Regions from separate parts of the Ovis aries genome. Here region 2 is linked to region 1. Evidence: chromatin contacts called from public Hi-C data. All regions are on one chromosome and are shown on one strand. Each heading gives the region's core, a stretch centred on a gene start, on an enhancer-like site or on the middle of the called end of the contact. The rest is flanking DNA. Distances are from core to core; before and after follow the strand shown.

Region 1 (6,990 bases), core at 2,490-4,989:
TCTCAGTCTTCTATTGAAGGAAGGCCTTAAGTCTAAAGGAGGTGAAACATTTCCATCCGTGTTGCTGCAAATGGCATTTTTTCATTCTTTTATTTTAATGAGTCAGCCTTCATTTTATAAATATATGCATATTCTTGGACAGAGAAAGACAAACATCATATGGGAACACATATGTCTGGAGAAGGAAATGGCAGTCCACTCCAGTGCTCTTGCCTGGAGAATCCCAGGGACGGTAGGCTTCCCTAGTTGCCAGATGGTAAAGAATCTGCCTGTGATGCAGGAGACCCAGGGTTCGATCCCTGGGTCGGGAAGATCCCCTGGAGAAGAGAATGGCACCCACTCCAGGATTCTTGCCTGGAGAATCCCATGGATAGAGGAACCTGGTGGGCTACAGTCCATGGGGCCGCAAAGAGTCAGACGTGGCTGAACAACTAACAGACTTCACATATGCAGAATCTGAAAACCTGATGCAAATGAGCTTATTTACAAAACAGAAGCAGGTGATGGACGTCAGTGTGATAACCTCTAGGTCCTGCCACGACGCAGCAGAAGGCATTGTCTCCTTTCTTTATAGTTAATAGCTCATTCTGTATTTACGTATATATATCAGAGAAGGCAGTGGCACCCCAATGCAGTACTCTTGCCTGGAAAATCCCATGGATGGAAGAGCCTGGTGGGCTGCAGTCCATGGGGTCGCGAAGAGTCAACACAACTGAGTGACTTCACTTTCACTTTTCACTTTCACGCATTGGAGAAGGAAATGGCAGCCCACTCCAGTGCTCTTGCCTGGAGAATCCCAGGGAGGCGGGAGCCTGGCGGGCTGCCGTCTACGCGGCCGCATAGAGTCGGGCACGACCACATTTTCTTCATCCACTCATCTGCCAGAGGACGTTCAGGCTGCTCCCACATCTCGGCAAATAGTCGAAAACATTGCTCCTGTGAGCACCGGGGCACGCACGCTGACACTAGCTGTCCAGCTTAATGGATTTTCATAAACGCATTTCCTTGGCCTCTCCAGACTGATACAAAGAATTTTCCTAATACCCAAGGAGACTTCTTTCTGCTCCCTTCTAGTCAGGACCCTAAGGCAATCTTTATTCTGGCTTCATCATCAAAGATTAGTTTTGTAGGTTTTGAGCTTCATGTAAATATGGCCATAGCGCATGGGATCTCATTGTCAGGCATTTTTTGGAATACTACTATTATGATATCTGTCATGTTGCTCCATGTACCCGTATATTACTTTTTATTGTTGTTTAGTATTCCATTACATGACCGTACCGCGTGTTTACTCCTTCTTTTATTGGTGAACAGTTCCAATATATTTTTTTGACTACTACGAATAAAATTTCTAAGACTATTTTTATCATGTCTGTTTGTTGCAGGAAGGGAGACCTGGAAAGTGGGCTCTCCTCTAAGCTCAGAAATGAGTTATCCGAGGAGACACATGCTGACAAAGCAGGAGACGTTGCTGGGCAGGGGCCCCGGGCGAGAGCAGCGGGGTGAGGGCCCCCGGGAGGACGGCTCTGCACCCGGCTCGAGGTCCCAGGTTTATGGTGAGAGGATTTGTTTTGGATTGTCTGTGGCCGATCGTTCTGACCCAGGGCCCCTCCTGGGGGGGGGCCCTCACCGCTCAGCCAACATGGATTCCAGCAAGGAGGGTTCTGGGAGGACACGTGGACTGGCGAGTCCTCTCTTTTGACCTTTCCTGATTCTTCTGGTTGGTAGTGACTTGTGAGTGCCGTGTTCCTTACCGGGACCTCCTGTTGTAAAATGACTCATGCAGATGGTCACGGTGGTGCCTGGCTAGGGTGGGAGGTTTCAGTCACTGTTTTCCCTAACAGAATATGCTCATTTCTCCAGGGTAGGTACCTAGGGTAGCAGTTAGTTGCTAGCTCATAGGGAAAGCGCACGTCAAACTTTAAGAGGTCCTGCCAGTTCCCCAAAACGACTGTACAACTTACCCGCCCTCCTCACTGGGCTCTGGTGCCATCAGTCTGCTTAACTTTCACTGCCAGGGTGGCTCTGCTTTCTCGAGATTTTCATTAGCGTTTACAATATGCATAATAGCATTGAGCACATTGTCTTTTGTGAATTGGCATTTAGGATATCCTCTTTGGTCAAATAAATGTCTGCCCTAGTCTTCTACCCATTTTAAAATCAGTTTGTCTTTTTTATTATTTGTGGTGGACTTTTAGTGGCTCAGACGATAAAGCGTCTGCCTGCAGTGTGGGAGACCTGGGTTCGATCCCTGGGTTGGGAAGGTCCTCTGGAGAAGAAAATGGCACCCAACTCCAGTACTCTTGCCTGGGAAATTCCATGGACAGAGGGGCCTGGTAGGCTACAGTTCATGGGGTCACAAGAGCCGGACACAACCAAGCGACTTCGCTTTTTTTTCCAATGTGCAGCCTAGGTTTGAATCCTTCAAAGGCTATGTTGTTTAGTCCCTGAGTCGTGTCTGACTCTTTTGTGACCCCACTGGACTTTGCCCACCAGGCTTCTCGTCCATGAGATTTCCTGGGCAAGAACACTGCAGTGGGTTGCCATTTCCTTCTCCAGAGGACCTTCTCGACCCAGGGGTCGAGCCTGCGTCTCTGTCTCCTGCTATGGCAGGCCAGTTCTTTGCCACTGAGCCCCCGGGGAAGCTCTCTGATGGCCACATATGCTGTGACTCTCTCCTCTTGGTCTGTGACTTACCTTTGACTCTTAGTCATGTCCTTTAATGATCGGAAGCCTTTCCTTTTAAGATGTAATTTGTCGGTGTTTTAGGTTCATTGCTTCTGTGTGTCCCGTTTAAAAGCTCCTTGCCTAGCCGTGCTCCTAAAGGTGCTCTGCTACACGCTCTGTGAGCTTTGCCGACCTTACCTGTCACACGCACATCTTTTTTGCGTCTCAATAAGTTACTGAGTATAGTGTGAGGTGGCCCTGATCACGGTCATCATCATACTAAACTTTCTCTTTGAATTTTATTTCTAAACCGTCGCGTGAGATGTTCGGAGCAAAAGGAGGGCCTTATTGCATGGCCTTCTAGCTCAGTCTTCACTGAGAGTTCACTGTAGTATTGCCTTTTAAGAATAGTCTTCACGCCCCTATGGAAGATGCGAGCTGCTCAACTCCTTTCTAAAGCAGGACCACCCTTAGCCTCAGGCAAGAGGAGTCCTGTGCTGGGACCCACAGCTCGGAGAATCAGAGTCGCTAACACTCACCTTTTCGTTTGTCCGACTTCCCTGGTGGCTCAGACGGTAAGGCGTCTGCCTACAATGCGGGAGACCTGGATTCCGTCCCTGGGTCAGGAAGGTCCGCTGGAGAAGGAAATGGCACCCCACTCCAGTACTACTGCCTGGAAAATCCCATGGACAGAGGAGCCTGGTAGGCTACAGTCCACGGGGTCGCAGAGTCGGACACGACTGAGCAACTTCGTTTCACTTTCATTTGTCACTTGGTGTGAGCTCCAGACGGTGCAGTCCCGGGGAGCCGAGCACGCACCTTCTGCCCGCAGCAGCAAGCCCGCACTTGAGACCTGGTCCCCGCGTCTCTCGTCCTGGAGCCTGGAAACAGAAGTCGCCCGCATCACAATACTGAGAAGTCTTGCATCCGAACGAGGCACCGTTTGGGAGTTCAGGAAAGTTTTGAGTGGCAGGAATGCTTAGGTAAGAGAAAAGACAAATTAATTAACTTGTCAAATCCTCCTCCTGAGCAGGAATGCAGAAGACTCTTGCGTAACAAAGTGCTGTTTCCCAGAGCGCCGGGCGCCGCTTCCGGCTTCCCTTTGCCTTCAGTTCGCGGTTCTGAAGCTTCTCCTCCAGGAGACCCGCATTCGCTAATGCCTCACAGTGCCTGGACATTTTGTAACGGTAAAGAATTCATGTTGCCCTTAAATGTATGTGCTTATACACCTAAACCTTACATCTGGGAAGCATGAAGTAGATTTTCTTTTCCATTAATAGATGAACTTTTGAGTGCAAAGAATGTGAACAATTTTATAAAATTATTTAAGAAGACATTGAATTTTCTAAAAAGCTAATAAAACAGCTTATTTTAGTATCTTTGACTAAAAATCTGACAGTGATTATGACTTCACTTTGTTTTTTAGTTTTGAAAGGTCACTTTGCCTATGGTAGAAGAAAAATAGCATTTTTTAATGTAAAAAATAGTTTTAATTAAAGCAATTTTATATTCATGTAAATTACCTTTTTAATATAAACATGCATGTAAATTTTATAGACTTTAAATATAATTACATTTTGACCATATGGTTAAGTATTCTTTTGAATTAAAAAAAAAATAAGATAAAAGAAAGTCCACAAGAAAAAGTACTCAGAACATCGTCTGGCAAATGGTGGGTGTTCAAGGAGCATTAGGGCTCCCTTTCTGCCACCCACACCTTTCCCTCTCTCGTCTTAAACTTGACATCAGATTAAACATCCTCTCCCTCCCTCTCTTTTTCCCACTCTCACGTATCCTATTTGGAACTTGGTTGCCTTATGGAAACAAGCCTAAAATTTGGAAGAAAACAGAGCCAGCAGGATTGACGGGAGACCTTAGCAGAGTCTCGCTATGGCTTAATTAAAAGCTCAGTTGTTAGAGATTACCAGTTCTTTTTGCAGAATTCTGACCTACAGCATAAGTCGGGCGCGCTCCCTAGCCTGGTGAGCCATCTTGGGCATCCCAGAGATATGGGTCTGATTAAAGGAATCTAACGGATTCTTACTAACCATTGGGTTTACAAGTTGGGCTGTGAGTCCTCAGCAAACCAAATGAAAGCTTCAGGAAGTTAGCCCTGCCAGCCACATCCTCGCGGCTTCAGGCACACACGTGGAATGTTTTCACAGCTGGAATCCAATTTCTGAGTTGATGTATGAGAAAATCAAATTTGTTCTAGTGCTCAACAATAATAAAGGAAGAAAAACGAACAGTTTGGGGCTTCCCTGGTGGCTCAGTGGGTAAAGAATCCGCCTGCAGTGTGTGACACCTGGGTTTAATCCCTGGGTTGGGAAGATCCCCTGGAGAAGGGACCGGCTACCCACTCCAGTACTGTGGCCTGGAGAATCCCAGGGACAGTCCATGGGGTCGCAAAGGGTCGGACACAACTGAGCAACTTTCACTTTCGCTTTCAACTAACAGCTTAGGTACGCTTACCACCTGATAGGCGCTGCATGAGCCCATTTCTGCAGTGTCCCATCTAATCCTTACCTGGACGTGCAAGCTACTACAGTATCCCCAGCTTAGGGATGCGGAACTTGGGGTTCAGAGAAGGTGAGTAACTTGGACCATCTCTCTCTTGTTCTCAATCACTTTACCTTTCAGATGATGACGATGGTGGCCGCCGCTTTGCTGTTAACTTTTATCAGAGTACAGCTGATTCACAGTTGTGCAAATCGCAAGTGTGCAGCAGAGCAAATCAGTTATCCACTACACACACCCGCTCTTTCTAAGACTCTTTTCCGTGCAGGTGATTGCAGAGCGTTGAGTAGAGTTCCCATGCGCTGTGCAGTAGTTTCCTGCTGGCTATCCTCTGTATATCATGTACAGTAGTGTTAATATTATCACAAATAGTGTAATATATGGTAGTGTTCATAGGTCAGTCTCAGTCTCCAAGTTTACCCCTCACCCCCCTAACCCCTCGGGAGCTATAAGTCCATTTTCTCCATCTGTGACTTTACTAAGTTCATTTTCTCCATCTGCGACTTTACTTCTGGTTTGTAAATAAGTTCCTTTGTACCCTTTTTAAGATTCCAGATGCAAGTGATACCATGCATCTGTCTTCCTGTGTCTGACTCGCTTCACTTGGGATGACAGTCTCTGGGTCCGTCCGTGATGCACATGGCATTGTCTCACTCTTTTCACGGCTGAGTGATATTCCAGCACGTCTGTGTGACACGTCTTTATTCATTTCTCTATGCGTGAACATTTAGGGTGCTTCCATGCCCTGGCTCTGATAAACAGTGCTGCAGTGAACATTCGGGGTGCGTGTATTTTTTGGAATTATGGTTTCCTCTGGATATATCCCCACTCCAGTACTCTTGCCTGGAAAATCCCATGGACAAAGGAGCCTGATGGGCTGCAGTCCATGGGGTCGCTAGGAGTCGGGCACGACTGAGCGACTTAACTTTCACTTTTCACTCTCATGCATTGGAGAAGGAAATAGCAACCCACTCCGGTGTTCTTGCCTGGAGAATCTCAGGGATGGGGGAGCCTGGTGGGCTGCCGTCTATGGGGTCGCACAGAGTCGGACACGACTGAAGCGACTTAGCAGCAGCAGCTCGATATATGCTTAGGAGTGGGATTGCCCAGTCGTATGGTATTTCTATTTTTAATTTTTCAAAGAGCCTTCATATTGTTCTCCATAGAGGCTGCACCAGTTCACACTCCCAACAACAGTGTAGGACTGTTCCCTAATAGTGGCTACTATTTCCTGAGGGCTGACTAGGGGCCTAAACATGTGTTATAACAAATTTAATGCTTTACTAACCCCACTGGAAGCACTTAGGAGTCCCGTCTATAGGTGGAGATTCTTCAGCGGTGGCCCTCGGCATCAGGTGGAACACAGTAGCAGTAACCAGGGCAGGCTCCGCCCCGCCCCTCTTTCCTGCGCAGAAAAGGCTGTTTTTCACCCTAGGTAGCACTAGTCAGTGTAACTTTCTGTGACAATGAAAATGTTCCATGTTAGCACGGTCCAACCTGGCAGCTGTTGACCAGGTGTGGCCACTGAGCGTGTAAAACATGGCCAATGACACTGAGGAGCTAAAGTGCTAACTTGCTGTTACTAGTTAAGTTTAAAGAGCATACCCGGCTGGTGGCTGCCACAGCGGACGGCACAGAGGGTAAGTGCCCGGCGCTCAGGTTCCCGACAGAATCGAAGAGACCCTCACGCGCTCCTTTCTCTTAGTTCTGCCGTGGCTCAGCCTCTGGGGCCGGGCTCGTCAGACCAGGAACTCAGGGACAGGGAGAAGCGTCAGGGTCTTTCTCACTCCCTTTATTCAAAGCTAA
Region 2 (6,990 bases), core at 2,697-5,196, 150 kb before region 1:
CTCCAATACTTTGGCCACCTGCTGTGAAGAGCTGACTCATTGGAAAAGACCCTGATGCTGGGGAAAGAGTGAAGGCAGGAGAAGGGGGCGACAGAGGATGAGATGGTTGGATGGCATCGTCAACTCAATGGACGTGAGTGTGAGCAAGCTCCAGGAGACACTGGAGGACGGGGAATCCTGGAGTGCTGCAGTCCATGAGGTAGCAAAGAGTCAGACACAACGTAGTGACTGAACAACAAATGAATGGGAGAAGATATCTGCAAAGGATTTATCTGATTAGGAGTAAATATCCAAAACACACAAAGAGCCCAGACAACTCAATATTAAAAAAAATAATAACCCAATTAAAAAATGGGCAGAAGACCTGAATAGACACTTTCCCAAAGAAGACATACAGATGTCCAACAGACGTATTACAAGATGATCAACACTACTAATTATCAGGGAAATAATAGATCAAAACCACAGTGAGATGGCACCTTGCACCTGTCAGAACGGCTCTCATCAGAAAGAGAACAAATAACAAGTGCGAGCGAGAATGTGGAGGAAGTGGAACCCCTCCTACACCGTTGGTGGGAAAGTAAATTGGCGCAGACACTATGGAAAACAGTATGGAGATTGCTTAAAAAATTAAAACTAGAACTACCATATGATCATGCAATTCCACTTCTGGTACTTTCTTGAGGAAAAGACCACTAATTTAAAAAGATATATAAACCCCTATGTTCAGTGTGTGTGTGTGTGTGTGTGTGTGTGTGTGTACAGTCATGTCTGACTCTTTGCAACCCCGTGGACTGTAGCCTACCAGGCTTCTCCGTCCATGGGATTCTCCAGGCAAGAATACTGGAGTGGGTTACCATTTCCTTCTCCAGGAGATCTGGAGAAGGGATCCCGACCCAGGGATCAAACCCCAGTCTCCCGCATTGGAGGCAGACGCTTTAACCTCTGTGCCACCAGGGAAGCCCATGTATATAAAGAGTCTCCCTTTCTTCCACAGTATCTGCCCCGATTTGTCAATGCGTATTTTCATTTGACATGTAATATCATTTTAAGTAAAGGAAAATTTAAAATTTCAAGCATCAGCACGAATGTTACCATTCATCGTTGTACTGTACAATGCTGGTTTCAAATGCAGAGATAAGAGCATCTAACTTGCATCTGCAGAGTCACCAAAATCACACAATTCATACTGCACAGCTCTTACATGCATATGCATTCCACTCTTACCAGAAGAGTAGAGACGCCGCACGAGACTGACCAACTGTTTACATTTCTTTACATGTGCACATTCTAACCCACAGTTTCTTGCCTTCAGCTCGCTAATGAATAGAGAGGGGCTGAAAGAAAATTAGGAATTGTCCTGTCTTTCATTTTCCATCTAGGACATCATTTTTAGAGTGGCGAGAAAACAGTGAGAAAACAGTAAGGCTCCTCAGTTATTCGTATTTTACAGACCACCATTGCTCTTCTACGTCCACAGCAAGCTCTGTCCCAAAGGAACCAGAAAGGCCTCTCAGCACTGTAAGTACCCCTGGGGCCCCAGGCACAGAGGTACTGATATAGAACCTGCACACAGAAGTGTTCTCGAAGGAAAATTCAGACAGCATTACTTGATATGAATATTTCATTAAGAAACTAACTGGGAATTCACTTCAGTTCAGTTGCTCAGTCATGTCCAACTCTTTGCGACCCCGTGAACTGCCGCACACCAGGCCTCCCTGTCTATCACCAACTGCCAGAGTCTACTCAACCCCACATCCATTGAGTGGGTGATGCCATCCAACCATCTCATCCTCCGTCATCCCCTTCTCCTCCTGCCCTCAATCTTTCCCAGCATCAGGGTCTCTTCAAATGAGTCAGTTCTTCACATCAGGTGGCCAAAGTACTGGAGCTTCAGCTTCAACATCAGTCCTTCCAATGAACACCCAGGACTGATCTCCTTTAGGATGGACTAGTTGGATTTTCTTGCAGTCCAAGGGACTCTCAAGAGTCTTCTCCAACACCACAGTCCAAAAGCATCAATTCTTCTGGTGAATTACGAGTCTTCAAACTAGAAGTAGTTAGAAACTTAGCTTTCAGTACTCAGCTCAGTTCATAAAGCACGAATGAATGAGTTCATTTTTGTGTGATTAGTTACTAACATTTCCACTTTTCTGGAGTAGTAGAATTATTAAACTTACTTGTTTGTAGCTGATTGGCTACAAAGCAGTCACTGACATTACCATGTGAGTAGTAAGGTCACACTAACATGAAGAAAGCTTAAATCTGTTAAAGGTCAGAGCCCGCCTTTTGGAGAAAACACCTTGACAACAGAATGGAGTTTGCAGTCAGAGCAGTTCGTAGAAAGAAATTAGGCAGTTGCTTGGATTAGGGGATGGAAAATAGGGTTTGGTTGCTAAAACCCTGGCTCCCTGTCCCCCGAAGCCAAACAGAAATACAATACAGAAAGACAGAGCTTCAAGGAAACAGGAAAGAGTGGCTTCAGTGTTTTTCCCAGGCAACAGGGAAACGCAGAAGGCTAGCGCCTCAAGAATTGCGCCCCCTCTCAAGAATGGGGCGAGGTTTTGATATTCTCATGGAGGCCCTGCCTTTTTTTTTGCAAAGTTTCAAAACGCCACAGTTAGCATCAGGCAACTCAGCAACTGCGACTGGTGTCCCTAAAGTTACAGGCCCATTACCTTCTTTCTGAAATACAGAATGCTACAAGAGAGTCAACCCACTCCAGTACTCTCGCCTGGAAAATCCCATAGACGGAGGAGCCTGGTGGGCTGCAGTCCATGGGGTCGCTAAGAGTCGGACAGGACTGAGCGACTTCCCTTTCACTTTTCACTTTCATGCACTGGAGAAGGAAATGGCAACCCACTCCAGTGTTCTTGCCTGGAGAATCCCAGGGACAGCAGAGCCTGGTGGGCTGCCGCCTATGGGGTCGCACAGAGTCAGACACGACTGAAGCGACTTAGCAGCAACAGCAGCAAGAGAGTCGGACACTACTGAGCGGGTGAACTGCACTGACAAGAGAGTACAGGGGAGAAGAAGGCCAGGTGCAGAGTATAATCTACAGAGTCAAAGAGTAACCCACTTTGTCAAGGACGGGTCCAGCTACAAATGTTTGTTAGCAGTAACCGCTGAAGAAACAAGCAACATTGTTTAACTCTTGGCTGGTATGTGCCAGAGTCCCTTCACTCATTTCTGGTTTTGCTCTAACTGTGGACCTGAGAAATACTTAGAAAGTAGAATTGACAGGACTGGGTAACCAATAGGACACGGAAAGCTAAGGGATGATGAAAAATCAGGAAGATTTTCCCAGGCTTCTGGGCAGGTAACTCAATAGATGCTACTCTCATTTTCTGAGAGGCAAAGAGAAAGAACCTGGACCTGAATATTTCAGATGTCTGCAACCTCCCTAACAAAATCCGGCTACTCCAAAAGCTCCTGTTTCGGCTTGCATATCCCTTTAACTGAAGCTTCCCTGGTGGCTCAGTCAGAGGTAAGGAATCCGCCTGCAATGCGGTAGCCCTGGGTCCGATCCTTGGGTCGGGAAGACCCCTGGAGAAGGGAACGACCTACCCACTCCAGTACTCTGGCCTGCAGAACCCCACCCACCCCTTCAACGGCCTCCATGCAGTGGCCTGACTGCTTCAGCCGGCAAACCACGAAGAAGACTCTTCTCGCCAGAGGGAGCCCTTGCGCTCGACCTCGAAGATGGGCGGTGGGCCCAGTAAACCGGAAGCTTTTCACTCCCTAAAGTCCCCGCCCCTCAAGGTGTCATGGTGGCTCCGCCCCTAAACCCCACAGCGGGGGGCCGAAAAGCGCCCGACCGCAGACTCCGCCCCGCGGGAAACGGCCGCGGCCGCGCGAAGGCGCAGTCCCCGCGAGATCGCGTCAGGCGACACCGCCCGGGGGGCGGGGCTTCGCCTACGCCGGGGCGGGCTGCCGCGTCACGGGACCGCTGGCCAATGGGCGCGCGCCGCGGAGAGTTTGAACGCGGACGGCGGCGCGACCCGAGGTCTGAGGCTGGGGTCCCGGGGGTCCCGGCGCGCGCGGCTCGGCCTTCCCGCGGAGCGTGGTGTGAGCAGAGCGACAGCTGCGGCGGAAGCCGTGGCCCAGGTACCGTTCCCGGCGTCCCGCGAGAGGCGGGTCTGCGGGCCTCACGCCCGCCAGCCCCGGCTGCCTTCTCCGGGGAGGGGGCCGCGGCTTTCCGGCCCCACGGTCGTCGAGCCGCGCCCCCCGCCGCGGGGTCTCCCGGTCCTTCTCGGTCGGCGGCCAGAAGCTCGGGCCTGGGGCCGGCCCGGCCGGCGCCCCTCTCCGAGTTCCTCCTCTGCTCAGTGGAGCCTGAACCTCCCGCCCCGCGGAGATCGGGAGGTGAAGCGTTCGCGGGATTTGAAGCCCAGGCTCGAGCGGAAGGGCCCGCAGGCCGGCAGCCTGAGCTAGTGGCGTCCTTCGCTTTGGCCGCTTCTCCCTCGGGAGAAGCCGCACTGGCCGGTCTTCCCGGCCGCCCAGCGGCAGGGGCGACGGGTGGAGAGCTCCCGCCCTGCTTCTCTGGAATCCAGACCCCTAAACCCCAGTCCAGGGCGGCCCTATCCTGACTTCTCCAGCCCTGCTGGCCGCCACACCCCCTCTTAAGACCGTCGGCCCAGGCGGGAAGGAAACTTCTGACGGGGCTCATCTCCTTTTTAGTTTTAAGTTGACTTAATGTACGAACGAAAATTTTTAAGATAGACTGTGCTTTTAAAATAACTAAGCCAACTTGCTTAGTTGCCTAATTTGTCTGGCTCGCAAACATCTCCAGGTTTGAACTAAAGAAACTTCCTTGTGGTAGGTAGGGTGTTTTATACATCCTACTTAATGTCAGCGCTTTAAAAATAGTAGTTGTCTTGGCTGTCCTGGAAACATCCCAGTATATATATCTGTATTGGCAGAAAAAATAGTTAAATGAAATCTACAGTATCCGTATTTAAGAGCCCAGAGGAAAATAAGGAACGCCTGGAGAAAATACTCAAGAAAATGTAAGGTTCAGGAAAACATTTGACAAACTCAGAGGAGATGAAGATGTGCTTTGTAGTGAAAACTTATGTATATAGATTGCCATAGGAAACTAGAAATTTTTTTTTGTAATTTTAAGATCTGCAAAGTACAATGTAGGGCAAAAGGTGTTCATGCAAAGTAGTCTGTATTTAGTAGCAAAATACTGATGCCATCATAGTGCCTAGTATATAGTAAGCTCCCAGTATTTGTTACAGAATTAATAAGTGGCATGTTACAGAGTCTTTAGGTTGGAAATCTTATTGATTAAACCTTTCCTATAGAGTACCTGAGGAGGATAAAATTGTGCCGCAGATATTAATGTAATTTAAAAGCTGCAAAATGTAGGTTATTACCAGATTAGCTATCTATTTTGGGCTGATTCTGCAGTTACAAAGGCTCTAATCATTTTTTATGGACAGCCTGTGTTTTCAATTTTGTTTTATATTTGATACCACACCTTCAAAAATTAAATTATTTGTTATTTTTAAAGTCCTAGAGCAGAAGATGGCCAAGGAGAGATGCCTCAAAAAGTCTTTTCAAGATAGTCTTGAAGACATAAAGAAACAAATAAAAGAGAAAAGGAGTAAAAATTTGACAGAGATTAAACGAAAGTCTTTGATCATTGCGCCATGCCAAACAATCAGTAAGAGACTTTCATGCTTCCTGTACATCACTTTTTAAGATTAGATTTAATTACCAATAAAAAAATTTTTGTTTTCTTTTAGCCAACACTTCCAAAGTGCTAAGCTATGAAGACAACAACAGAATGTTAGCCTTAGCTTTGGAAAATGAAAAGTCCAAATTGAAAGAAGCCCACGATGTCATCTTAAAGCTGAGGAGAGAATGTTACTTCCTCAGCTATCAGCTGTACACACTGAAAAATAAACTTATGTCACAACAGACAGAAGAACCTGCTCAGGTATTTTCATCGGGAAGGCTGGATTTCTTAGGAAGAAAATGTTAAAGCCTTAAATTAGCAATTTAGAGCAATCGTATTTTTTACATTAATTGTACTGATAGCTCTGTTATTTGTGAGTTGGTCAGAACGTCTTTTCTCAGTGCCCTAGCCCCGTAGCTGTGTGTGGCCAGTTAAGAATGCTTCAAGCATACTGGTGATACTCCTATGACTTGCTTCCGAAAGGGTGCAGCAAGACAAGGCATAAAAGAAACAGTTTAGCCTCTTGCATGGCCAGGCCCTTCGAACGGTCAGCAAAGTGAGTCAGAGGGAGGGCAAGTGAGCTGAAGGTCTGGGAGTGGTGGTGGAAGCCTCGTGGCGCAGAAGTGTTAGTCAGTGCTGTCAGTCTTAGCTTTCCTATGTGGCTTCGCTACACCAGCGGGGTTATTTAAGGACTGCCTTAACTGGGGAGATGAGAAGTAGGTAAGTACTTTATGGAGAATCGTTTTTACCTACTAGTTGGCTAACTTAGGACAGATCAGTTCAGTCGCTCAGTCGTGTCCGACTCTGCAACACCATGAACCGCAACACGCCAGGCCTCCCTGTCCATCACCAACTGCCGGAGTCTACCCAAACCCATGTCCATCGAGTCAGTGATGCCATCCAACCATCTTATCCTCTGTCATCCCCTTCTCCCGCCTTCAATCTTTCCCAGCATCAGGGTCTTTTCCAGTGAGTCAATTCTTCACATCAGATGGCCAGAGTATGGGAGTTTCAGCTTCAGCGTCAGTCCCTCCAGTGAATATTCAGGACTGAGTTCCTTCAGGACAACTATACATTAACTGCCGAACAAGAAATATCTTGAACATTTTGCTGTCAGCTTTTAATCTGATTCTGTTTGTGTCCAGGGATGTTTAGAAAGGCCAGCTAAAACAACACACGGAGGAGGTTTGGTTTCGGATCTTCTGTGGGTCAGTCTCTCCTCTCATTTTCCTAAAGGCCACTGCCAGGGACACTCCATGGGGCAGAGAAGAAGCCACGTGGAAACACTTAGGTGTCCGTCTGTTTGC

What was found. Hi-C and Micro-C count contacts between places; a contact is called where the count stands out from the background.
Region 2: a Hi-C map of hypothalamus shows a contact between it and region 1, with 3 times the contacts expected there. The contact joins the promoter of SGO1 here to the promoter of KAT2B in region 1. A contact is called at or near these places in 5 of 16 Hi-C or Micro-C datasets (blood, hypothalamus, liver and 1 more).

Annotation. Positions count from the first base shown.
Region 1 is chr1:278,269,924-278,276,913 of ARS-UI_Ramb_v3.0, reverse strand. KAT2B (lysine acetyltransferase 2B) reads right to left here and starts at 3,739. Exons shown (of 19, transcript XM_060406810.1): 1 at 3,207-3,739.
Region 2 is chr1:278,418,583-278,425,572 of ARS-UI_Ramb_v3.0, reverse strand. It overlaps SGO1 (shugoshin 1), which reads left to right and starts at 3,946. Exons shown (of 8, transcript XM_027962110.3): 1 at 3,946-4,107; 2 at 5,516-5,668; 3 at 5,751-5,944. The coding sequence starts at 3,957.